2 separate regions of the Mus musculus genome follow, and region 1 is linked to region 2. A link is a contact called in public HiChIP or PLAC-seq data. All regions are on one chromosome and are shown on one strand. The core of a region is the stretch at or near the end of the contact, and the rest is flanking DNA. Distances in the headings are between cores, read along the strand shown. Region 1 holds the start of Tmem179 (transmembrane protein 179). Region 2 holds the start of Aspg (asparaginase).

The links. HiChIP or PLAC-seq counts read pairs in DNA pulled down with a chosen protein or histone mark.
Region 1: an H3K4me3 HiChIP or PLAC-seq map of embryonic basal ganglia shows a contact between it and region 2, with 5 times the contacts expected there. The contact joins the promoter of Tmem179 here to the promoter of Aspg in region 2. A contact is called at or near these places in 12 of 39 promoter capture datasets (the C10 cell line, the HPC-7 cell line, HPC-7-derived erythroid cells and 9 more), 1 of 15 datasets of contacts at CTCF or cohesin (large pre-B cells), 1 of 484 Hi-C or Micro-C datasets (bone marrow-derived macrophages), 17 of 115 datasets of contacts at active chromatin or transcription factors (the NIH/3T3 cell line, SST interneurons, VIP interneurons and 12 more) and 4 of 9 other capture datasets (adipose tissue, embryonic stem cells, liver and 1 more).

What each region holds. Positions count from the first base shown.
Region 1 is chr12:112,509,192-112,513,008 of GRCm38.p6, forward strand. Tmem179 (transmembrane protein 179) reads right to left here and starts at 1,969. Exons shown (of 4, transcript NM_178915.3): 1 at 1,553-1,969. The coding sequence starts at 1,857.
Region 2 is chr12:112,105,025-112,108,597 of GRCm38.p6, forward strand. It overlaps Aspg (asparaginase), which reads left to right and starts at 1,659. Exons shown (of 15, transcript NM_001081169.1): 1 at 1,659-1,949. The coding sequence starts at 1,868.

The DNA of each region.
Region 1 (3,817 bases), core at 719-3,218, 400 kb after region 2:
ATCAGGCTATCTTCCCACTGACCACCGCCATGTCACCTGTCTCAGGGTGCTCCCTCCTGCCTCAATCTGCACACAGTGAGGTGACTCCCAGTTTGTGGACAAAAGCTCTCAAATTCATATGAACAATGAAAGACTGGTGTCAAGGAATGCTCCTCAGGAGGGACAAGACTCTGTCCTACGGAAGAGTCTCATCCTCCCAGCCAAGTTTGGTCCACATTACCTGGAGGCTCTTAGGACCACTCCTGGCTTCCAACAGACTCCCATCAAAACCTGACCATAGTGAGTTGAACTGCATCTCTTCCAAGTCCTAACCTTGCTACCTGTGGATATGGTTGCTTGATCTTCTCTCAGGAAAAGCAGTATCAGAGACTGGCAAGAGGATATTCAAGAACAGGGGCAGAGGCTGGAACACACAGGAGGCTAGAGCCAGCAGGAATAGACGCGTAGGAAAGAGCTTCTCTAGTTCTAACTCTAAGGACACTTCGATTCTGGACTCTCGGCCTCTACTGTGGTGAGAGCGTTAACTGTTTCATGTTCTTCATCTGTGGTACTAGCAAGAACCCCCTTCACCCAGCCTCCTACATCCTTGTGTTCTCAGAGACCCGTGCTTGTCACCCACCTCCTTGCAAGGGAGCAACTAAAAACATGGATGGGGAGGGCTGGACGTGGGAATTCACTCTCTATTGCAGGAGCATTGGTATTCCAGGACCCAGGAAGCCTCAGCCAGGGAGAGGGTGGGCTCTTGATTGTTGTTGGCTGAGGACACCAAGTGACCACATTCTACTGGCTTCAGACAGGTGACAAAGAAAAAAAGGGTGAAGAAACTCGGGAGGTACAGGGAACACAAAGGAGATCCTACTCACCCACCACACACACACACACACACACACACACAGACAGACATATAGACACATGCACAGTATACACACAGAGTACACACACACATAAAGGCACACACAGAGTACACACAGAGAGACACACATACACACACACACACACACACACACACACACACACACACACACACACACACTGTACATGCCTCCAGCTTAAGGGGAGCTTAAGGAGCTCTACAGACATCCTCTGCCATCTTTTCCCAAGAGGAGTAGCAAAAATAGAAGACTACCCGCTCTTTCCAAAGTGTAGTCCCTTCCCCCACTCACAGGAAAGGGGTGCAGGCCCAAGACTACTGCAAATGGTCCCAGGTCCCGAGGAGTGTGGCCTAGCTTAACAAGAGAGCCCAGACATGCAGCCATGACAGTGCAACATCTGTGCTCCAAGGGGTCAGGACTGAGAATTCGGAGTGATGCATCCCTTGGGAATAGAAAGAGATCATGTGGGTCGGACAGACAGCCTCATAGCCGCTGGGCCTGTGTGTAAACAAAGGGCAGTCTGCTTAAAATAATGAGGCTGAAAGTGTTGACACTTGCAGGCCTCTGCAGCAAGAGAGGTGGAGGGGCTCATGGCCCCGGAGAGGAGAGCCTGATAGGTGCCAGGAACCGTGTGAGTGTTGCATCAGTTTGCGCTGGGCTGCTGAAAGGCCTAAACTTACCCCTCGTGTCCCTTGCAGAGGAAGAAGAGCGTGCGCCATGCGTGCGCAGCAGCCAGCAGCAGTGACAGGAGGCTGGCGAGCAGGCTGAAGCGGCAGGCAGCCGGTGGGCCCCACTCCTGCACAGTGAAGCGCTCCCGCCCCTGCATCGTCAGGTTGGCACTCAGCCACATACCCTCGGTAAAGAGTAGGCAGCGGCCACGAAAGTCGTGGCCGTTCTCGGACAATGGCACCACCACCACGAAGCTGAACAAGAAGGCCAGAAAGTAACAGACGCACTGCGCGAAGAGGAAATTGTTGAGCGCCATGGTGGTGCCAGGATGAGAGGAGCCGCTGGCGAGGCCACCGGACAGGGACGCGATCGCTCCAGAAGCCGGGCCGCGAGTCTCCGGCGCCGCGCAGGCCGGTCCCGAGCCGCGTGGGAGGCTGCGCAATGACGGCGCCCGCGGGTCTCTCGCGTTGCGCGCAGACGCGTGCGCACAGGCCGAGCGTGGGGCGCGCCTGCGGTCAGTACCGCGGACAGTTCCCGCGGCTGCAGGATAGGTAGACAGAGCACTACACTAGACAGACTGCATTGGTGGAGACGTGCCATGGAAACCTGGCAGGGGTCGTGAGCATTACTAAGTCAGCTTGGGGAAACCCGACTCTGTCAGGAAGGGTACCAGCAGCGAAAGGCTAAGGAGGAGAAGGATGGAGTCCTATGTGCAGTTCAGACTCCTTTGCCAGGGCCTTTGTCTTTAAAGCGAATGGAGGAGGGAGGCAGAGAGTCGGGTCGGTAGGTGTGAGGATAGAAAAGAGGAAGGGTTCAAGTATTCCTAGGCGGGAGCAGACTCGTGATCTGTTTGTGCTCCGAGAACCATGCCCTCAGCCCCACAGTAGAGCCCTCCACTCCGCGTTTGTAAGATAAATAATGGTTGCCCTGGGCACCTCATTAAGACCTCTTTGCTGTGATGGAGCTGGTGGTGCATTAATTAATAGAATTAATGACTTTTCTAGTTTCCCTTAATACCAAGTAACCGTTAGTCCAATTCCCAGATGAGTAAGCCCTAGAGACATCCTTCTGGATATAGATTACATCAGCATTATTTTTGGCTTCAGGCACTAAAAATTCCTTTTGTTTTATTGCCAAAGTAATATGGGCTTGTTTTTTTTTTTAATTACAATGAGGAATATGTGTGATACAAAGACACCAAGTTTCTTCCTCTTCCCTCCACTCCGGCACATCGTTACTACTCGTGACAACCTGATGTCTACCCATCCAGACATTTTGCACCACGCACACACAATTTTCAAAAATGTTTCATACTATGCCTGTGTCTACAGGCAATTCAGTCATCCAACAGTATGCATTATTCCCTGTCTGCACAAGCAAGCCCGTGGTCTTCTTTCTAGTTATTGTGTAACATTCCGTAACATTGACTGTTGTGTGTGACTATCCCTCTCTGGGGGGACATTGAGCGTCTCCAGTGTCTGTTGTTTCCGGCTCTGCTGTGTGACATCCTGGTGTCTTTTTCTGCGGCTGTGCCAGCTGTGCAGGCAGCACATGAGTCTCTATGAAAGTCTTAGGAGAAGAATGACTGGGTCATGAGGTACGAACACTTCAAGTGGTGTTGGCAGGAGTCGCCAAACTGGTCTCTGGCAATATCGTGAAGATAGTCCACACATCAACTCTGCAGACCCTTCTCCTGAGCAGGGCTTTCAATCTGGTTGGTTTTTACACACGGAAAGACAGCTCATTGATTTGTGACTTGTCTTCTGCTTATCACTGGGAGGTCAAAATCTGCTCATAGTCATTACCATTTGTTATCCGCCTCTGCACATAGAGCATTCATTTTGCAATCTCTTGAGTACGTTATATGAAGGAACAGGATAAGGTCTGCAGCAGCTACTCTTTTCTCAGAGAATCCACCCAGGGTTTCTTCCACTGCCAAGACTCCCCAACCCAAACCAGGGGGGATTGTTTAGGAAGCTCAGCCTGCCCCATCCCAAACACAAATCCTAACCATTCATCAGCACTGGAAAATTTTGACCAAAAAACAACAAACAAACAAAATTGACCCTGACAATTGAGAAGGAAACAGATTGCATCAGAGGGATGACTAAAAAGGGACTCTGGTACCCTAATTTATGAGTTCCACTTAACCTTAAAAAATAATCAGGGGCTGGAGAAGTGGTTCAGACACTGGCTGCCCTTCTAGAAGACCAAGGTTCAATTCCCAGCACCCACATGGTGGAGCACAGTCATCTTTCACTCCAGTTCCAGAAGAT
Region 2 (3,573 bases), core at 409-2,908:
AAGAGAGCTAGCGTTTGCCTCCCACGCCAAGCTTCAGCACGACACACATTCCCGACAGGCTCGCTGCTCACCTCCCTCTCAACACCATGGTCCTCCGCCTACACGCAGTGTCCCCCACTCCCCGATGCCCACCTGTCTTCCACTCGTCCTTGCATCTGGTAGCAGAGGTCGGGTTAGGACAAACCAGCTTATGCACCCTGCAGGCTGTTCACTGTAAGGATCTCAAGTGTCCCCTGGTCTCCCTCCTGAGCCAGTGACCCCACCCCGTGAGTGCTCTTGTGTTTTAAGTTAGAGCTTCTATTGCTGTGAGAAACACCATGCCCTAAGGTAACTAGGGAGGAAAGGGTTAATTTGGCTTATGCTTCCACAACTTAGACTGCCACAAGGCAGGATCCTGGAGGCAGGAACTGACGCAGAAGCTATGGAGGAGTGCTGCTTACAGGCTTGCTCCTCATGGCTTTCTCAACCTGCTTTCTTATGTACCCCCAGGACCTCCTGCCTAAGAGTGGTACTACCCACGGTGGGTGGCCCCTCCCACACCAGTTGTATGGAAGCCTTTTCTCAGTTGAGGTTCCCTCTTCCCAAATGACTAGCTTGTGTCAAGTTGGCAAATACCAGCCAGTGTTGTTCTAGCCTTAGACCTGGGTACCTGCTCATACTGCCTGACATGTTTGTCCCATTCTGCCCTGACTCTGTCACCATGGCAGCTCTACACGGAGACCTTGGTCACCTGTGGAAGCACTATCACCTTCTTTGTGCCCTGTTTACAGCCGCTACTGTCCCCACCATAGCATTTAACCCCTTGCCATCCTGTCTCTGGAGGGCAAACTCAAGAAGAACAAGAGCTGAGTTCCCTGAACAAGAACTTGACCGCTGACTCCTCCTGGTTCCTTCGTGGCTTTAGCTTCTGAGCTGGGATATCAGCAGAGATGGCCTGCTCCTAGTCAGACTTGGTATTCTGGGTTTGTAAGTCAAATTGTGTTAACAGGGTGGGGTCTGTCCTGGGTGACAGATCAGTATTGAAGGAGATGCACAAGGGGATAAGTAGGGTCTCCAGGGGTGCTATTATAGGTTGGATTTGGGTGTTCAAAAAACAGAGAGACTAAAGACATAGCAAAACATCATGTCCCCACCCCCACCCCCACCCCACGAGGTTCAATTAGGCTCTGAACCTGTGCCACTGAGATCTTTAACTCTCAACCTCTGGGCCTGAGCTCCCAGCAAGTAATCAGGGCAGGGGATCGCTGCCCACCATCCCTTTTGAGACAGCCCCACCTTTGCCTAAAGTAGTCTGGAGGGGACATTTCTGGGGAGGGGACATTTCTGGAGATGGTGCTCAGTTCCCTCTGAAGGGCTGGGTCTGCTCCAAGTTCAGGAACACAGTAGGTGTGCTATCTCTGCATCAGGATCTCCTAGCTCTTAAGACCCTGCTCCTGCATTTCCCTGCCCTCCTGGTGCCTCTAGATCACAAGTGAGACCGGACCCTCAGAGACTCAAGGAGTTTGTGGAGAGTGTCTAGACTGGGACTGGAGAGTGGCCCTGACTGGGCATTCTGGAGGTCCCTGGCCTGAGTTAGGTAAGGCAAACCCAGAAAACCCGCCCCTTTTTGAGGCCCCACCCTCCTATGGTCTCAGCCCATCCCTAGCAGACATTCTTCCTGCCCTTTACAAGAGTCCAAGTGTCCCGCTCTCTACTTTGAAGGTGACTCCTCCTCCACACCCCGAGGTCCAGCCTACCTTGGATCTTCAATTCCCACCAACCAGAGGAGCCCCAGACCTCCAGTAAGCCCCACCCTGCAGTCCCCTCCGCTTCCCGGTCTTGTTTTCCCTTTGGCTCTGTCCCCACTGAGGAGCCAGCTGTCTCAGCCATGGCGCGTGCTATGGGACCAGAGCGGCGGCTGCTGGCCATTTACACTGGCGGCACCATCGGCATGCGGAGCGAAGGCGGAGGTAAGTCTGTGTCCCCACGCCCTAAGCAGAACAACCTCAGGGCTGGGCCACTGGGAACTCTGGGGCTGTCTCTTGAAAGGGGAGAAAGGACCCTTTCTCCTCTGGGAGCTCTGGTGGCTGGAGCCCCGGCCCTAGAAAGGGTGAGGGGCAGAGTAAATGTTCCTGACCTGAAGTTATCTATCCCTGAAGCCATGAGACTCATGGGGGGAGGAGGGACCATGGAAGGCTGCTCTGTTCTGTGCCTGGGGCGCTGGGAAGGATGCTGGAACATTCCACACCTTCTAGCCTATGAAAGCCCTTAGGGTGAGCTAGCTTCCTCTGAGGGACTAACACTGCCTCAGGCAGAGCTGCTTGCCTGCTCTCTCCCTGCAGAGAACCTTTAGTTTTCCTAAACTGAGGGCCAAGCTGGTTGCTCAAGGAGCTTGGGCACCAGGGTCAGGGGCTTGGAAGTCTGTCCTCTGACACATTCTGCTGCCTCTGGTCGAGACAACCTGGGGAATGCCCCCCGGGGACACCCCACTAGCAGGTGAGGTCGTGGCCAATTTGCTTAGCCTTCACTGGACTGATGACAAAGCAACAGCACCCATTAAGAAGCTGAACGCTAGCGGGTCAGTTACTGCAGTGGGCACCGTGTGTGCTGTTGGGTTGTAGTGGGGCCACTCTCTGAGGGCTCCTTTGAGAACACAGGCTCCTGGAAGGAGTGGCTGCTGGGCTGAGGAAGAAGTGTGGCCAGACCAGGACGTGCAGTGTGAGGAAAGGAGAGAGGAACCCAGCACACAGCTTAGAGAGGAGGCTTCAGAACTGCCTAGAACAGGGACTGGCCCTATGCACCGGGACCTTGTCCCACCTGGACTCTTCCCCTCTCGGCTTGACACTTGGGCGACTTCAGTCCTGTTGAACCTAATTGGTGTGGCCCAAGCTAAGGGACCAGTGGACTCTGCGCACAGTCCCACCTGTGGTGACACTGTGCCTCGTGCCCCTTGGATGTCCCCGTGTGTGCTACAGTGGAAGAACATGATGGGTCAGGAAAGTGCAATGAATCCTTGAAGGCCCAGGTCAGTAAGGTGTGGGTTTTCAGATGGGTGAAGGTCTTCTAGGCCCCTTACGAACCCCCCGGGGATATGCAAGCCCTGGGAAGAGACGGAGGCCAACAGGCATCTGCCTGGTTTAGAAGCTCCTTCCTCAGGGTGGCAGACACACCACCCAAGGAGATCAAAATGGCAGCAGGCTTCAGACCCCAGGACAGTACGGTTCTAAGCTGAGGGCTCTGCTCCCCAGACCAGCTTATCCAGAAACCCATCCCAGGCCCTCATGGGATCCCACGGCCTACAGCTTCTGACCCTTTCCACTTTTTTTTTTTTTTCCGAGACAGGGTTTCTCTGTATAGCCGTAGCTGTCCTGGAATTCACTCTGTAGACCAGGCTGGCCTCGAACTCAGAAATCCGCCTGCCTCTGCCTGTGCTGGGATTAAGGGCGTGTGCCACCACTGTCACTCTTTAGAGCAATTTTTGGGAGCCTTGGGCTTAGTCCTCTGGGAACAAGGGAGAACTAGAAAAGAGATGTGGCTTTTGATGGCCTCGAGGGGGATCTACACACACAAATGGGCAGTCAGTGCTAGGTCTTA